Regions from separate parts of the Mus musculus genome. Here region 2 is linked to region 1. Evidence: chromatin contacts called from public Hi-C data. All regions are on one chromosome and are shown on one strand. The core of a region is the stretch at or near the end of the contact, and the rest is flanking DNA. Distances in the headings are between cores, read along the strand shown.

Region 1 (5,509 bases), core at 2,643-5,142:
CCTCTGAAGATGCTGCTGCACTGGTCACTTAGCTAGCCTTCAACTTTTCTACCTTGAGGATGGGCAGACACTCCTGCGCGGTATGGCATTTTTACAGTAGTAGGGGTAGACTGGGACTCACCTCTTCAATACTTGGCTAAACATTCTTTCTTCCCAGGTGACTACAATTTTGAAAGACCTCAGAGTTAGGCTGTCTCAAAGCTGAGACTTTTGTTACCGAATCAAAAACAACAGTAAGCAGTATTATCCTGCTGAGGGCTTTCCATTGCCCTGTCATTCTGAAAATAATGTTCTTAAAGTTGCAGAAAACTGAGGTATACCCTTCGTTAGCTTTGTGTCAACTTAAGAGAACCAGGGTACAATGACTAAAACCAGGAACTGAACATTAGTGTCTCAACCAGGGCTGTATAGCCCTTGTTCTTTCAATCTCCTTACCTCCTCTATGCTCGCTTACCCTGTCCTTGTCAACAGTTAGTTTTGCATCTCCTTACCCTCCCCACCAGGTTCCTCTTTCTTTTCTTGTTTCTCATGACCTGGGCAACTCTTAAAACACAGTATTCTGTAGAATCTCTGTGAGTCGAGCCCATCAAGTCTTCTCCTGATTCCACTAGAGTCACGTACTCAGACTAGAGTATCCAGAAGTGAAACGTGTCCCTACTCAGTTATCCTACCAAGCAGTGCATGCTGGTCAGCTGCCACTGTACTGTTTTATGACGCTCATATGGATTCCATGGTCCCACTTTTTAACTGGAAGTTATATATATATATATATATATATATAATTATGGAAATTAAGGAACGAGATGAAAGTTTTGGAGTTGGGTAGTCTTAGGTCCAATGACCTTTCTATCAATTCCTGCCACCAACCATGGGACAGGAAAGTCTGTTTTAGCATACTATAAAAACAACTTATGTATAAAAATACAGAAAATCACCAGCAACTATAGCTTATGACTGCTCTATGCCATCACACATTACTTTTTGAGTGACTTATTTTTACAGATGAGCCAAAATAATGTTAGATGGAGTGGTACTGTGGTTTGATCTGGAACCTTCTGAATGGGCTCGTGGTTTGCATATGCATCCTCTAGCTCGTACAGCTATTTTTGGGGGGCAGGGGGTGGGGATGTTCAGAAAGTTCAAAAGTAGGGCCTAACTGGAACAAGTTGGGTCACTAGAGTGGGTATCCTCAGCAAGATACTAACTACATCATGTTGTGAATAATGTTCTTCAGACGCAAGTCCCAGACGCCATGATATTCTTGCTCCAGGGACTGACACCAGTGGGTAGAGCCCCAGTAAGCTGGCTGGGGCAGTCAAGAAGCAACATCACAGCTCTCAGCTTACTCCAGCGTTTTCTTTGGATAAACAGCTGGATAATAAGAGCTTAGGAACGTGAAGGCATTCACGCTGGGTTTCTAGCACATTAAGCACATGAGGCAGAAGCTGAATGTCTGCTTTCTGCCACAGACAGCTTTCCTACCACTGCCTGCAACTACCTGAAGGCAGGTTATGATCACGTTTAGAGCCTTTGCTTGGTGTGCCTGTTATTATTGCAGCCCTCAACACACAGCAGATGCACAGCAAGCGAGCATCTTCCACGTACCCTTCAGAGGTGCTGTATTTTTCATCTGCTTTACAACTACTCACTTTGAAACCAATCACAAAGTCGGATGTGAACAACAAAATAATACAAGAGTAAAAAGAATGCCAAAACTACTTTTTCAGACATTCAGGCTCAAATTCCACTCTGTTACAACAATAACGGGGACACCAAGGCAAAGGCCCTAACTGTGATCATAGTCTGCCTTTGGGCTAGTTAACAGAGAGTGGCAGAAACCAGTGACATGGGAGAGTCTGTGATGGTATCGAATGGTCCCTCAAGGGGCTGTGCTTGCTACCCTGTGGTACATGGGATGGGTATCGTTAAGTGTGGGCTTCCCTGAGCATCTCCAGACCCTGGTCAGGTGCTTTGAATTTCCTCAATATCAGATACAACAAGCATAAAATCCAGAGGAAGGAGCACACTGCAATTCCCAAACTGCGCAAACCCCATCAGGGAACAGAGCCCCTGGGGCGTGGGGGAGGAGGAGTGGAGAGACCTAAAGCACGGGCACCCCACTTCTGTCCTGCTGCTCCCACTGCTCTCTGACTTACAAGGATGCAATTTTAATACTTTCCATCCTTGCACAGCTACTGTGAGCTCTGATTAAGAAATATAGAAGCCGGGCGGTGGTGCCGCACGCCTTTAGTCCCAGCCCTCGGGAGGCAGAGGCAGGCGGATTTCTGAGTTCAAGGCTAGCCTGGTCTCCAGAGTGAGTTCCAGGACAGCCAGGGCTACAGAGAAACCCTGTCTCAAAAAAAAAAAAAAAAAAAAAAAGGAAGGAAGGAAGGAAGGAAGGAAGGAAGGAAGGAAGAAAGAAAGAAAGAAAGAAAGAAAGAAAGAAAGAAAGAAAGAAAGAAAGAAAGAAAGAAAGAAAGAAAGATAGAGAAATCTTCTAAAAAACTGAAATACTGCATGGCTCATCATAGTACCAGGAGATAGTAAATTGATAAATGATGAATTTGTAAGATAAACAATTTCCCGGTGGATGGGGATGCTCCAAAATGAAATCCAAGCAGTTTTGAGACTGAGGCAGAGTTGCTGTAAGGTTGATATCATCCTGGGCTACATGGTGAGTTAAAGACCAACCTGGTCTACAAAATGAGGCCATCTCAATACAAAACAACTAACCAAAATGGAGCTGGTGATGGCCATAGAAAGCAGGGGTTCTCAACCTGTGGGTCACAACGCTGGGGTGGGGGTGGGGGGTGTGTTTCAAATGACCCTTTCCCAGCAGGGACCTGAAACTGTCAGACAACACGAGATTCATAACAGTAGCAAAATTACAGTTATGAGGTATCAATAAAATTACTTGATGGTTGGGAGTCACCATAAAATGCGAAACTTCGTTAAAGGGTTGCAGTGTTGGGAAGATTGGGATCCGCTAATTCAGAGTCTCAGTATCCTAAGCTATAATTTTTTTTATGAGCTTAAAAATGATAGAAGTCATTATGACTTAGATTTGAGCCCACTTCTAAAGCGGCACCACATAACAGGTACCTGATTGCCCTCTAATTCCATAAGGTGTGGAGGCAGCAGTCATACCTTGAGTCTACACTTGGAGCAGTCTTCCTGAGAAGACCATTCCATCCAGGACCAGTCACAGGATACGGATGGCAGAATATGCACTTCCATACCACGACCAGGCCACAGTCCAAGTATCATTTCAGAATTAAAGAACAGGAAAAGTCAACTGACAAAAGTAAATAATTGAACAGCAATTACAGTAAATTACGAGGGTGAAATAGTATGCTATCTAAGATTTCCTTTGAAGTACTGTCTCCTTCAGACAGAGGGGGGAAGAAGAAAAATCACAGGAATTGGGAGAGAGAAGAGGAATCACAGAACATTAGCGCCAATACTGCAAAATAAAGATATCAAACTTATTTTACTACCTGATGTTTACAAACTATCATCATATTAATTCTGTCTAGTCTTTCATGATCTACTAGTCCCCTACTGTTCCAAGAGCATTAAAACCCTTAAGCATGATTTAAAACTGGTATACTGGAACTCTATCTGTCTTATACTCAATTTGATTGAAAATAATATAGACACATGCACATAAAGTGCTAGAAAATGTTAAGAAAATTCGCCACAGGACCTAGAGGGGAGGAGATGAACGCACAAAGTAAGCCAGCGCCTCTCAGTGCCACTAAGCAAATGAGCCATTGTCACAGGAAGCCAATGTTCCCTCCACCAAACCTTGGGCATCTAACCCTCGGGACTGCTCCCTTGACTCTAGCCATTCTCACAACAACCTTTGATCACAGCGAGTCGCAATACTGGAAGTGCACACACATCAGCGTGGCCCAGACCAACTTTCACCCACATCCACTTCCTCAAACTAAACAAAGCAGGTCAGACAACAGTGAAAATAGAAAAGAGAGGTGAGAAGATCAAATGCCATGGGCAAGGTGCCTGTGTCACACATGCTGAAAACACGGAGGCATGAGGCACAGATGCGGCACTCCAGCTGTTGGGGGAGTACACACTAAGTCTTAAATTGCCATTTTCTTACCCAACCTACAGCTTTTCACTCCTTACTTCCTGTCCAGCTCCAAAGGCAGCCTGGAAACATCTCAGCAACATCGCAGTGACAGATAAGGAGGGGGGCCAGGAAGGAGACAGTATTTTTAGAAATTCCATTTCATTAGGTCACTGATCTGTCATCCAGTTGATCAGCGGGCTTGATAAAGGCCCTGAATACTGAATACTGACCAAACAATAGAGCTTATCAAGAGATCCTTTGGGCCCTTTTCTGACACCTTTCTCTCAAAACCTCAAGAGGTTGTCTCAGTAAACTATAGATGAGAGGGCTGGTGAGATGGCTCAGAGGATAAAGGTATCTGCTGCCAAGCCTGACAACCTGAGTTCGATCCCCATGACCCACATGACAAAAGGAGAAAAATGGCCAGGTGGTTGTGGTCATTCATCTTAGCACTTGAGAGGCAGATGCAGGCAGATATCTGAGTTCAAGACCAGCCTGGTTTATACAGCAAGTTCCAGGACAGCCTGGGCTATAGAGGGACCCTATCTCAAAAAACCAAAACAAAGAAAAGGGAAGAGAACGATCATTCAACCATTTGCATGCACTTGCCTAGACTCAGAAGACTGTGTATAAACACACACACACACACACACACACACACACACACACACACACACACACAGAGAGAGAGAGAGAGAGAGAGAGAGAGAGAGAGAGAGAGAGAACTTTTTAAAAAGTATTGTTATGTTGGCACAAGTAACCAAGACTTTTCTGGTCAGATGCTAAAGGTCTATTCCCCAAATGAGGACTCCTTTGATCTTATAAGGGACACTCTGCTCAGCCCATCTTCTTCCTGGAGCAAGGTCCTCATTACTCAAATGTTTGGAGAGACATCCTATCTCCACAGACTCTACAAAAAGACAAGGAAAGCCACATGCGACCCAATACTTTGCTGAAGGAGAACATAATTTCCAATCCCTTGTGACACCTTTCCTCTGACTTTTGAAGAGAAACTTGTTTTGCTTGGAAGCTGATCCATCCCCATCGCCTAGGTAAGTTCACCTTGTGAGGTTTTCCATTTTGCTTTTCGCTACCAGAAATCCTTCCACCATCTGGTGGGCCAAATCTAGTTAACAGATTGTTTCTAAAGACTCAGTGCTGATCCCTGAAGGGCCTGAGCCTAAATCACCCTCCATCAGAAGCCCCATGGATTCCCATTTAGGAGACTTGGATTCCAGAATGACAATGCACAGAACGCGTCACTGAGGGCTCCAGGCTAAAACTACACATGCATCCTGTACTATATTTTACGGCACATGACAAGGCAGGATTACTACCAACCAGAAACTCAATTCAACCATTCAGTCTTCCCAAAGGCTGTCTTTGTGTTCTTTAAACAGATCTGTGCAAATTCTG
Region 2 (5,912 bases), core at 2,593-5,092, 490 kb after region 1:
ATTTCTAATTATGGAATATTTTGTTTTAAGAATAGTAATTCTATACAGGGAAAAAAGATAAAAATAAGTTGGGTTCCGTGACACATGCCTGTTATTCTATCACCCCAGCAGCACTCAGGAGGCACATCAGGAGGGATTGAAGGCTAGCCTGGGCTACCTATTAAGTACCAGGCCAGCCAACAGCTGAGGCTACACAAAGTACCTACCTTTTTCAAACAAACAAATTTTAAAAGGAGACATTATAAAATTCTTAAAGAATGATTTGAAAAATTTTGGCTTAAGATGTTCTTTGAAGGTCTAAAATTCTGTGCTGAATCTACCTGGCCCTGCGTTTTTTTAATTGGGAGATTTAAACATTTTTATATTTATTTAATTTTACATGTATAAATGTTTTGCCTGTATAGATATATGTTCAGTGTGTATGCCTGATGACCACGGAGGTCAGAAGAAGGCATCAGATCCTTGGAACTAGAGTAGAACGGATGTGAGCCATCATGTGGATGCAAGAGCAAGTAGTCTAATTCACTGAACCGTCTCCAGCTCCTTCTGGGAGATTTTTAATACCGTTTCATGTTCATTGCTTGCTATAGAGAGGTTTAAACGACTTCTCCGTCTTGGTTTAAATTTAGTAAGTCATGTAAACAGTTATCTACTTCTATACATTGCCTAGTTTAGCACAGTTTTAAACCTACTGCCGGCACGGTTTCTGAACTCCCTCAGTGCTGTGACAGTGCCTCCCTTCCCATCTCTGACTTTAATCAGTCAGGTCTTCTCTTTCTTTCTTTTTTTTTTTTAAGATTTATTTATTTAAGTAAAGTATATGTAAGTACACTGTAGCTGTCTTCAGACACTCCAGAAGAGGGAGTCAGATCTCGTTACGGATGGTTGTGAGCCACCATGTGGTTGCTGGGATTTGAACTCTGGACCTTCAGAAGAGCAGTCGGATGCTCTTACCCATTGAGCCATCTCACCAGCCCAAGGTCTTCTCTTTCTACTAACTGGACTAAAGGCTTATCAATCTTTTCAAAGAAAGAACTGTTTGTTTCACTGATTCTTTGTAATTTTTGTTTGTTTCTTTCTATTTCATTAATCTCTGTCCTGATTTTAGCTATTTCACATGGTCCACTGCTCTGGGCATTTTTTTTTCTTTCTTACTTTCCAATGTCCTAAAAGGCATCATCAGGTTATTTGAGATCTAAATTTTAATGCAGGAACATAGAATGGTAAGCTTCCTTCTTTGGACTGTTTCCTTGGATCCCATAGGTTTTGGAATGCTAATTTTATTTCCACTAATTCTAGGAATGTTTTAAGTTTTCTTCATTTCAACAACACATTCATCATTCAACTGTGCAACTATGACCTTCAAATCAGTGTCATCCTTTTAAATAGAAATGCTAAATGAAGAGAAATTGGGTGGAGCTGGTGAGATGGCTCAGTGGTTAAGAGCACTGGCTGCTCTTCCAAAGATCCTGAGTTCAATTCCCAGCAACCACATAGTAGGCCCTGACTATCTGTAAATAGATATGATGCCCTCTTCTTGCATGTAGGTGTACATACAGCCAGAGTGCTTATACATATAATAATAATAATAGTAATAATAATAAACAAGTACTTTTTTAAAAACAGGAATTTAGTTATTTGTATTTGATAAAAAGGCAACAAAGGAAAGAACGACTATCCGCACAACAATCTTGAATTTAGGTACAGAAAGCAGGAGGGAAGTCCTAAGTACAGACTCTGTGAGACACAGGACACGAGTACAGTAAGGCTGGGAAGAAGGCAGAGGCTGGACATTACATACACATCTCATGCAATGTTGCAGTACTACCAAGCCTATGTGAATTCAAAATCAATACAGAAAGAGAAAAAAGGAAATATGAAATATAAAACACTACTGAACATGAGACTTCAGAGGGGACAGAAAGCAAAAAGAAGGCACATTTCATGAGAAGAACTAAATGAAGAACAAATCAATTCAAGCTTATAATTATAACACAGTAACTGCAAACAACTAAACTAAGACAAGATATAGACATGATAAAATTATGGCTGTGGATTAGAACAGTCACATAGGCTGAAAGAAGCAGGCTTTATGTTCTACTTGAAAGAAAAATGTATAGTTGAAAATAAATGGTAGAAAATTATATGTAAGGTAAATATTAAGGGAAGTGAATATAATACTTTTAGTTGCGTTAGGTCAGATTTAGGTGGATTAGAGTATAATATTTATTCAAAATGTATAGTTGGGGAAATATGTCATTGCAGAATGATAAAAATTTCACTAGAAAAAGAAATCCATCTGTACCTGTATATACACCTATCATTTCAGAATATAAAAAGCAAACATTAACTATGAAGCAAATGAGAAAGATTTTTTGTTAAGAGGGTGGTAACATATCTTTCTTAAATGAGAACAGCTTACACAATAAACTCTGATTCTACTTAGTAACATGAAAGCATGATAATGCTGCCTTTATTAAATGTAGGATATTAATGTGAGGCTTTTAAAAGCAAAATAAAGGGCTGGAGAGATGGCTCAATGGTTAAGAGCACTGACTGCTCTGCCAGAGGTCCTGAGTTCAATTCCCAGCAACCACATATCTAGCTCACAACCATCTGTAACAGGATCGGACGCCCTTCTTCTGGTGTGTTGAAGACAGCTACAGTGTGTGTATGTGTGTATGTGTGTGTGTGTGTGTATATACTCTGCTGCTACAAACATGTTATAGGCCTGGTGGCATTGAGAGCCTTTAATCGTAGCACTCTGGAGGTAGAGGTAGGGATTTCTGAGTTTGAGGCCAACCTAGTCTATAGAGTGACTTCTAGGACAGCCAGGGTTATACAGAGAAACCCTGTTTTGAAAGGGAAAAAAAAGCTATAAGCTGTCTACTTATACAATATACCATATACATAAAGTCTTGCTCCTGTGGTGGTTTGCTTGTTCATGTGGTGATTTCCTGTGGCAGGGTCTTGCTATTATAACCCAGGTTAGCCTTCAACTTTCAGTTCTCTTGCCTCAGCTTCACAAATGGTAAAACCTGGTTGAGTGTACCACCATGACAAGCTTAAACTATTTTAAATTAAATAATTATATTGGTTACCTCAACTATCTTCTAATTACTTCTAGGAATAATATATGGACACCAGTTCAGAAGATTTGCACACTTACTGTTTCTTAGGCTGATACCTCTCTCTGTGAAAGGGTTACCAATGGACAGTGGCTCATTCAAGTAGCACTGTACCTATAAGATGTTCACCTCAAAAGAGGTAAAAAGTATTCAATTAAAAGGCAAAAAGCCATCTGTCTAAGACATAAGTTCCTTACCTAGAATATACTATTTTAAGAATTTTTCTGAAACTATTAAAAAACATGAATATATGTAGATTTCTTAGAAAAGGCTATCTGGCTTTTATCTTGACTCCCTAAATGGTTAATAATCACAGATCCAATCCTTGGAAGCTGGTAAGTTCTTTAAACTTTTATAAACAGTATATATAATTGCTATAGAGTTGATAAGTGACAAATTCAAGTGATGCTGGAAAGTGGGGCCTGACAGAAGGTGTTTGGCTCATGATCAAACCAATTTTGCAAGTTTGGGATTTTTCGTTATTTTTTACTTTCGCTTTCTTTTTGCCCCTGTGCTTTTGATGAAGTATCAGAATGTGACTGGATATTGTTATCATGCACTTGAACTTTCCAACATCCAGAATTGTGAACTAAATAAATCTATTATATTCTATTACAGCAGCAGAAAACAGCCTAGCAGGAAACAAATTTGGGCACTGGAGAGATGGCCCTGTGGTTCCAGATGTCCAAGGTTATGCTTTCAACACTGACATAGTGGCCCTCCAACTGTGTATAACTCCAGTTCTGGGAGTCAAACTACCTCGTCCGTCTTCCAAGGCATTACACACACATATTACACTTAAATACATACAGGCAAACCCACATATATAAATTTTGTAACTTATATTTATATATAATTTATATTAAGGAACTAATTAACGCACTGCTCCTAGGGAAAACAAGAAAGTTATCAGGCAAAAAGATGTAAAGCCAGAAAGAGATTCACTATCAAAAATAATGATCCATCAAAAAAAAAAAATTACTACTGGGCTGTGGTGGTGCACACCTTTTAATCCTGGCACTTGGGAGGCAGAGGCAGGCAGATTTCAGAGTTTGAGGCCAGCCTGGTCTACAAAGTGATTTCCAGGACAGCCAGGGCTACACAGAGAAACCCTGTCTCAAAACAAACAAACAAACAAACAAAAGACCTAATTTTTTGTTCTTTAGTAATAAGACAAATCGATCCTAAACTCCCCATGGGGGTGGGAGGAACAACTAGGTCTAACAGTACAAGACATTACAGTTGTCTCCAAGTGAAAACAATGAGTACTGAATACTAGCACAAAAAGACCCAAAAGACATATCAGCTGATCCAGACAAGGACATGATAACAAACTCTAGCAAGGCAAAGACACTCAGTAACTGGCATTGAGACAGCTGAGTTAGACCCACATTAGGTCCACATTATAGTTTTAAGATCCACATAAATTTCAAGCACATCAAAGATTTTATTTTTTTAAAAGATTGATTGATTGATTGATTGATTATAAGTACACTGTAGCTGTCTTCAGACACACCAGAAGAGGGCATTAGATCTCATTATGGATGGCTGTGAGCCACCATGTGGTTGCTGGGATTTGAACTCAGGACCTCTGGAGGTGCAGTCAGTGCTCTTAACCGCTGAGCCATCTCTCCAGCCCCACATCAAAAATTTTAAAATCTAAGAAAAAGGCCACCCTGATTAGTGTACCTTCCTGATGGAAGAACACGAGCCACCTAAGGAGTCCTTTCCATCTGACCTCTCCTCCACCATTAACCACATTCTACCCAGCTTCCTGACCCAACTACCAAATTGCAAGGATAGCCACCCAAATTATCAGTGAAAACTTGCATTCTGAAAAACAATGGGAGACGTGGGTAAATGAAGGAAGAAGTTATTACCTATGGATTAACAGATTTAGACAACTTCAAACTATCAAACAGGCTAAAGATGCTGTTCAGTGATATAAGTGCTCAGTCAGCAAGTAGGAGACCCTAGAACAGTAAACAGATCTGAGAAGTAACAAGTATAGTGAAGGATACTGTAGGAAGACACCATGCACGTGAGAAGATCTAACTGGACTCAGTGGGCTAGGTTTCCTAATATGATACAAACCTGAGAGGATGATGTGTTTAAGTGAAGAAAACTGGGGCCCTAAACAGTCATATTTCATTGCATACATGAATACAATTCCAAAAACAAAAAACAAAAAAAGAACTTTTTTATATGGGAGATAATTAGAAATCTGTATACAAACTTAAAGAAATAAGCAATGCAAAAAAAAAAAAAAAAGAAAAAGAAGAAGGAGGCTCAGCCAGGCAGCAGTGGCAGCACAGGCAGGCGGATTTCTGAGTTGGGGGCCAGCCTGGTCTACAAAGTGAGTTCCAGGACAGAGAAATCCTGTCTTGAAACCACCCCCACCCCCAAAAAAGTAATGCCAAGGAATCATTACAAATGTTTAGATGAAATATGAATGTGGTTAAAATTTTAAAGTAAAAAGAATCTTTTCAAAACTACCACTAAGAGATTTATAACAGGCAAGCATAAAAAGTGTGGAAGTCAAGGGAACGTGGGAAGGACGGGATGATGCTGGCTCGAAGGGACCCTCAGAGTTCAAACAGTGAGCAGACAACAGGTCTGGCACGCATAGAACTAACTCCTTTATCTGGGCTAGAGAGCTGGATCAGAGGTTAAGAGCACTGGCTGCTCTTCCAGAGGTCCTGAGTTCAATTCCCAGCAATCACATGGTAGCTCACAACCTTCTCTAATGGGATTGGATGCCTTCTTCTGGTATGTCTGAATTCC

The links. Hi-C and Micro-C count contacts between places; a contact is called where the count stands out from the background.
Region 2: a Hi-C map of Th1 cells shows a contact between it and region 1, with 2.1 times the contacts expected there. A contact is called at or near these places in 1 of 484 Hi-C or Micro-C datasets (Th1 cells), 1 of 130 datasets of targeted methods (fibro-adipogenic progenitors) and 1 of 9 other capture datasets (adipose tissue).

What each region holds. Positions count from the first base shown.
Region 1 is chr19:32,182,774-32,188,282 of GRCm38.p6, forward strand. The region is part of intron 5 of Sgms1 (sphingomyelin synthase 1); the gene reads right to left. Among named protein-coding and RNA genes, the nearest start is that of Asah2, 82 kb to the left of the region's middle.
Region 2 is chr19:32,677,464-32,683,375 of GRCm38.p6, forward strand. All of the region lies in intron 8 of Atad1 (ATPase family, AAA domain containing 1), which reads right to left. Among named protein-coding and RNA genes, the nearest start is that of Atad1, 32 kb to the right of the region's middle.